2 separate regions of the Gossypium arboreum genome follow, and region 1 is linked to region 2. The links are chromatin contacts, called in public Hi-C maps. All regions are on one chromosome and are shown on one strand. Each heading gives the region's core, a stretch centred on a gene start, on an enhancer-like site or on the middle of the called end of the contact. The rest is flanking DNA. Distances are from core to core; before and after follow the strand shown. Region 1 holds the start of LOC108461406 (probable beta-1,3-galactosyltransferase 2). Region 2 holds the start of LOC108461368 (50S ribosomal protein L6, chloroplastic).

Evidence for each region. Hi-C and Micro-C count contacts between places; a contact is called where the count stands out from the background.
Region 1: a contact with region 2 is called in a Hi-C map of leaf, with 3 times the contacts expected there. The contact joins the promoter of LOC108461406 here to the promoter of LOC108461368 in region 2. A contact is called at or near these places in 2 of 5 Hi-C or Micro-C datasets (both in leaf).

What each region holds. Positions count from the first base shown.
Region 1 is chr13:68,348,328-68,351,744 of ASM2569848v2, reverse strand. LOC108461406 (probable beta-1,3-galactosyltransferase 2) reads right to left here and starts at 1,356. Exons shown (of 11, transcript XM_017761252.2): 1 at 834-1,356; 2 at 220-316; 3 at 70-134. The coding sequence starts at 943.
Region 2 is chr13:67,921,370-67,925,004 of ASM2569848v2, reverse strand. It overlaps LOC108461368 (50S ribosomal protein L6, chloroplastic), which reads right to left and starts at 2,215. Exons shown (of 3, transcript XM_017761200.2): 1 at 2,058-2,215; 2 at 1,265-1,573; 3 at 1-23. The coding sequence starts at 2,089.

The DNA of each region.
Region 1 (3,417 bases), core at 107-2,606, 430 kb before region 2:
ACACAACCAGTTCATTGATCAGTCACTTAAAAATCAAATGAACCATAGTTAGACAAAAGCAATACTAACTGTATAGCATGGTGAGTCTTGAAAACCTCCCCGATGATGTCCTTTGATACATGCTTTTCTCCTTTCTGATACAAAGAAAGGAAACCAAACAGCTTAAAACCTACAAAACTTAACAAAAGGTTTATATGAATGCAAGTTAAAGAGACTCACAGCTTTTAGGTTACAACCCTCAGAAATGAGTTTTAATTTTTCAGCTTCTACGGCGGTTATCCGCATGATAGCTTTAGATTCAGGAACAGCCACCATCCTGTTACCAATTTTACACATTAACATAATGAAAACCCAAAATTTTACCTGTAATCCAAATTTGAACCAAAAATTTTTATATGTGCAAAAAAAGAAAGAAAACAAAAGCAGTAAAAATTTCAACTATAGTCAAGGTTCCCTATTGCAACTATTTAATTCTTCTGCACAACGATTATCAAATGATGAAACATCAATGAGATAAAAGCATTAAAATTAGAACGCTTAATATATGAAAATTGACTTGTCAATTGAAACCAACCTTATCCCAAAGGTTAGATCCAATTTTGCATTAATAGGCACACCAAATAAATAAGACCCACTAATAATCTCTTTTAAAAAAAAGAAAAAAAAAGAGAGAATTGAAACTCAACATGAACACAAGCTTGGACAAATAATTGTAAAAAGAAACATAACTCAAAAAATCTATTAACAAAGCAAATTAACATGGTTTCACCATTGAAATAAGGGAAAGCCAAAAGTTTTGAACTTTCAAAAAAAAAGAATGTAAAGGGTATTACCTATTGGTGAAGAGAATTCCAGCACAGAAGCAGCTCAAACAAAGAAGAAAAGTCCATTTCTTTGAAACAAAACTCCTAGTAGACTGCTCTGTTTTGCTTTTAAAAGACATATTTTCGAAACTTCCCAACCTAAAATCCCCTCTATTTCTCCAACACTAGCAATCAAAGAAGCAAAAAACCCATATGGAAAAAAAAAAACAGAAGAAGCTTGAGCCGAATCAAACGACAGTTGCAAAAAATGAGCTCCAACTTTTTCTCAGAAGAAGAGAAAGAAACAGAAACAGAGAACTCTGTTTTATTATGAATTGCTATTTTTATTCCTTTCTTTTTTTTGTTGTTGGTTTGTTTCTGTGTATAGATTCTGTGTGTCAAAGCCTCAAAAAGGGAGGTCTAACATTGCTTGCAGGCAAGGGACGTTGAACACAAGTGAGAGACGACCCACTACTAACCGCTTCTCTCTTGCTTTCTTCTTATACAAATTTACCATTTCATCCCTTTTTATTTATTTATTTACATGTGATGATATGTATTTATGCGCGGCTAAGCATGGTCGGGTTGGATCTCACCGCGCTTCGATTTTACTTTTGTTTTATGTTGAAGTTTCATTCATTTTATTCTTGAAAAATATTTTATATTAAATTTACATTAAAAAAAACATTTTTGAATTACTTAACTTAGAATTTGAGTGTCTGAAATTAAAAGAAATTTGGCTAATGTGACAGGTCGTAAATTAACTAGTTAATTGCAATTATTTTTTTAAGATTTTTTTGGGTTAATATAAAACTTGAATATTTTATCAATAAAGGTATATTTCTAACTTTATTTACGTAAATAGACCACTTTTTTCATTATTTACTGAAATGGGCAAAAAATATTAAAACGTGTCCATGTAGGAGTATTTTAGGGGGAAAATTCAACAAAACGCATCCTAAGAGAGCGATTTTGCCATGTCAGCACAAAACGCGCTGACGTGGACGTGTTTGCTAACATGGCAAAATCGCTCCCTCAAGAATGTGTTTTAGCCCTTGTTTTTCTAGGTTTAGGGCTATTTGCATGTTTATTGCCTAGGGTTTGTGGGTTTAGGGTTAGTGTTTTGTTAAAATAATTTTGGGTTTTATTTATTTAAAGTTTAAGAATTTTAAGAAATAAATTATGGTTTATAGTTTTAAAAAATAATAATTAAATTAGGTTTTAGGATTTTAAATAAATTAATTAAATTAGGGTTTAGAGTTTTTAAAAAATTTATTTAAATTAGGGTTTAGTTTTTTTAAATAATTTTTATGTTTAGCTTTTAGAGTTTTTGCAAAAGGGTTTAGGTTAAAGGTTAAGAAAAAATTATATTGAAAAGAATGATTTTATTTTTTTTCTACAATAGTTTCAAAAAATTTAATTTTGAGAAGACGGTTCTGAAAAGATAATGTCAAAAACGCTTCAAGCAGGATGGGCTGTCAACAAAATTACTAAAAAAAGCTTCCACGTGGACGCTGTTCTTCTACAGTAGTTCCTAAAAAAAATTGAGAAGACGGTTCTAAAAAAATAATGTCAAAATGCTTTAAGCAGAATGCACTATCAGCAAAATTACTGAAAAAAGCTCCTACGTGGACGCTCTTTTTCTATAGTAGTTCCTAAAAAAATAATTTTTAGAAGACGATTCTAACAAAATAGTGTCAAAAACACTTCAAGCAAGATGCACTATCAGCAAAATTACTGAAAAAGCTTCCACGTGGACGCTCTTTTCTACAGTAATGCCTACTTGGCCTTAGGCTATAAATGAGTCAAATTTCAAACTCAAGTTGCATAAGTTACAGCAAAAAAAAATTAGAGAGGCTAAGAAAAATAGAAATTGAAGATGAGTGAACGTATTAGTGTTGTTATTTACTATGATGGTGAGGTCCGTGACATCAAGAACAGTGTTATTTTTTTATCGGATAACACAACGTGACTGGTTTTTAACCATAACATAGATTTGACAGAACTTCGTAAAATATTTAGGAGTAAAATTTTTGGAACGAAGTCAATGAGAGTTTCATCTATTAAGTATCGATTTTGTGCTTCGATTGATCTCGTGACATATGACTCATGTGATATCAAAGGTGGTGTAACTTGGAGGCGATGGTGCAAACTCATCTTGTTAGTGGATCACCCTATCTTAAGTTATATGTACAATTTTTATTGCCAAATGAAGCATTTGCAACTTCAACATCTACTGCTGTTCAATAGGAATACATGACCTCTACCCGACACTCCGTCAGTGGTAGGCAGAACATGGAAGCGTCTGTGTTTGGTAGCAGTATGGAATACACAACTTCTATACGACACTCAGTTAGTGGACGGGACATACACCTCAGTAGTTTGATGTTTGATGGTAAAAATAGATACTGGGGAATGACATCAACTTCTAGTGGTTGGCAATTCATATCTGATTAGGGACGTTACGAAACGTCTACAATATGGGATGATGTACACCCTATGACGTCCATTAGCGAGGAGACCTCATACGTTGCAGATAATGGTGTGTTGGATGATGAGCCCGATGTTGATCCACCTCAAGAGCCTGACCCTGATAGTGTAGAAGTTGAATTAT
Region 2 (3,635 bases), core at 966-3,465:
CCACCATATTGTCAGTAAGAGTCCTGGCAATTTCATTTAGGTAGAATCACAATTTAAGCGTCATTAAATAATAAATCAATAATGCTTATACGACTTTACAAGTGTAACTTCCATCATATGACTAGTTGACAAGAAAACTAGAAGATGGAGGGAGAAATATGAGTAGAAATTACACTAGGATCAAGCAGTGTCTACTCTGTCTCATACAAAAAATGCAAGAAAAAGGGCTCCCATTCAAAGTAGACAACTTTTTTGCATCAGAAGTCCCGCTTTCTTAACTTTTAAAAACCTTAATTTCTACCCACATGAGAACCGTTCAACAAAACAATGACGTGTATCAAATGAGACCCTGGTATGCATCCATGGATATGATCGAAACCATTTTGGACATTATATATCCATGAACTGTCGTTAAAGAACCACTGCAAGCATTGAAGAACGATATGTAACAAACTGCATGAGGAATTACGCATATAAGGGAGCATTCTAGCAAGCCCAAAATCAAGTTTACTTGTTATAAAGTAAAATGAATGACGGACATCACAAAATGCATATGAATCTCATGCCAGAATGATCAGGGAACCAAAACTAGAGTCAAGTTATTTAAACAAACAAGTAATGCTTGCTATGAAGGCAGGCAATCAAGACAGCTTGATCCAAAACTCAACCCAACTCCAGAATAGCATCCATGTTGCTTGAGGAAAACGTATCAAATTAATTCCTTCAAAGTAAAGAATCTGATTAAAGTTTCACTATGGAGTTCAGAAAAAAAAAAGAAAAAAAGCAAGTGATACTATGAATAGACGTAGATGCCTAATGAGCAAGAGTGAGTAGCGGATGTAATAAAGTCACAACAATACTTGCCTGAGGACCATGGTTATTGGACAGAGGTGAGACACTGACTGTATTTTTGACAAGTTAGTAATATTAAATGATAAAAACCAGATTATATGATCCAAAATCAAAAGACGTTCCAGACATTTGTTCCTAACATTTGGCAGTAAACATAAGAAAATGCATAACCAACCAAGTATCATTTTTATTAGAAGATAATATCAATTTATTGAGCATAGATTGTAAGTCTAGGCATGGTAAATTTGCAAACATTCCCAGCATCACTTTATTCAATTGGTCCATACAAGGATATGTACAGAACAGAACTAAACAAGATTATCAAGATAGAGCTAGAGATAAGATATGCAGAAAAATTAAGAAAACAACTTTTAGATAAAGGCAGGAAAAACATACAAGTAGGAACAATTACCTGAAAAGGCCATGCATTTGGTTGGCTCTCCTAGTCTCCACTGACTTTCTGATCCTTAGGGCTCCGGATTCCTCCCTATCAACCTTTACTTCTCGTGGATATGTCAATGCCATTTCTCCCAAAGGACCTTTTACTTTTATGTCCTGACCCTCCATAGTAATCGTCACATTGGACGGAACCGTTATTGGCTGCTTCCCGATTCTCGACTCCTTACACTCAATAGCCTTCCTCACTAAACTTACGCGAGTTATGGGAATGCTAGAAACACAGCTCCCATTTTTCTCTCCCAAAAATGCAGACCTCAAATTGCTGAAACACGAGAAGAAAGTAATCCCATCAAATTACAAAAACAATAACTCTTATACTGGAAAACAAAATGTTGCCTTGTATTAACATTCTATGCACTAACTCAAAGGAAGCCTAGAAGCTGAATTCAGTCAAAGTACTAGCTTTTTAAGATTGAAAGCACAACAAAAGTTTTCGCCTTTGCATTAAAAAACATTCCCACCATTAGCCTAGACATATTCTAGAGCACCATAGCTGCACAACACAGTAGCATTCAACTCTAAAACTTGAGTGAACAAGACAAAACCATTTCAAGACACCACTCCATTAACAGTTTGAAAGCGAAAACAATATTCTTCAAGAACAAACAACATTAAGACAAAGATAATTAGCTAAAAGTTGTGGGTGAAAAAGAAAACAACACAAGGAAACCCATCTTCCTACACTCAGGTATATTTCAGCCTAAATACCCAAAAGGACCATTAAGAAACATTGCTAGGGAGCTAACCTGGTTTGCAAAGATATAATTGAAGAAGCCATTTCTCTCAGAGTTTTCTTATCATCAGCTTTAGCCTTCTCTATGGAAGCGAAGAAAAGAAAGGGGGGGCTATCCAAAACGACTGTTATCGAGGAGGAGAGCTGGTTTTAGCATATTGCCAGTACTACCCTTCTTTAAAACAATGAATTTCTATGATGCCCTTCCCCACGTGGAACAGCATCCTATTTCTTTTTATTTTTTAAGTGAGATTTAATTAGGGATTCGGTTGATTTCCATTTTTGGACAAAAATTTAATCAAATTCGCTCTATTTAATTTTAATTTTTGAAACTGAAATGGTATAAAATAAAATAAAAAAATTCGATAATTATAGTTGGGTTCAATTTGATTAGGAGGTTTTAATAATTTTGAGTTTTGTTAAATAGAAAAATAATATCACATTTGGGGCACTAAAAAATTTACTATTGCAATTTCTTTTTAACAATAATTATTATAACTACTCTAAATTCATTTATATATTTATAAAGTGAATTAAATAATTAAATTAGTATCATAATTAATCATCCACAAGATCATTTAAAAATCATTTTAAGTTAAACTATTAACTTGATAAAATATTCTAAGTTGTTATAAGGAAAGCTCATGCATAAATCGTTCATATACCTAATGTTTTGTTGTATTATTTATTTTAATTAATTGCTAGTTTTAATTAGTTATAACTGACTAATTAAAACATGTCATATAATCAATTAAATTAATAAATATAAAAATTATATATAATTGACAACTTGTGAATAATTGTTTTTTATAAATAAAATATTATAAAGTTCATACTTTTCTAAAATTAAAATTATGCTTATGCTTATAATTATAATTATTATATTTAAAAATTTCCCCTTACTCTAATATAAAACTACACTTTCATATCTTTTTTATGAAATATTTTCATAACTTTGACTTTTTATTATCATATTTAGTTTTCTAATAATATAAATAATAATAATTATTATTATTATTATTATTAAGGTTAAATGAATTAGTCCGTATAGACATTGAAATGGTCAATTTTGTTATGACTATTTTTCATTATTAAGTGGATGTCTATCAACATCAAGATAAGCTTGATATATTTTATGACTCTAATATTTATTAGACGTAGAGTTTCATTTCATTTATACTCCTTATATTTATAAATATAGACTTTGGAGAAAAATTGTAATCATCTCTATTTAATTAATAAAATCTCCTGTAACACCCCTATCCCGTAACCGTTGTCGGAATAGGAAAGGGGTATTACCAGACTTGTAACTCATGTCAGAACAGTAAAATTTTAAACTTTTTCTTGAAATAAAGATCATTCATTTAGATAAATGCTAAATACAGCCAGAGATAAAATTAAACTTCTATAAGTACACATTCAAATGATGCCATTTTCGCATGGCTTATATACATTAACCAGAATATTATTCTGCTACTAGTCTATTCTATACATGCCATAAAATAATCCAAAACATAGCAATACCAAACAGTGGATAGTGATAGTGTGACGAGTTGTTGACGATTCCCGAGCAAAGGCCAAATTTGACAAT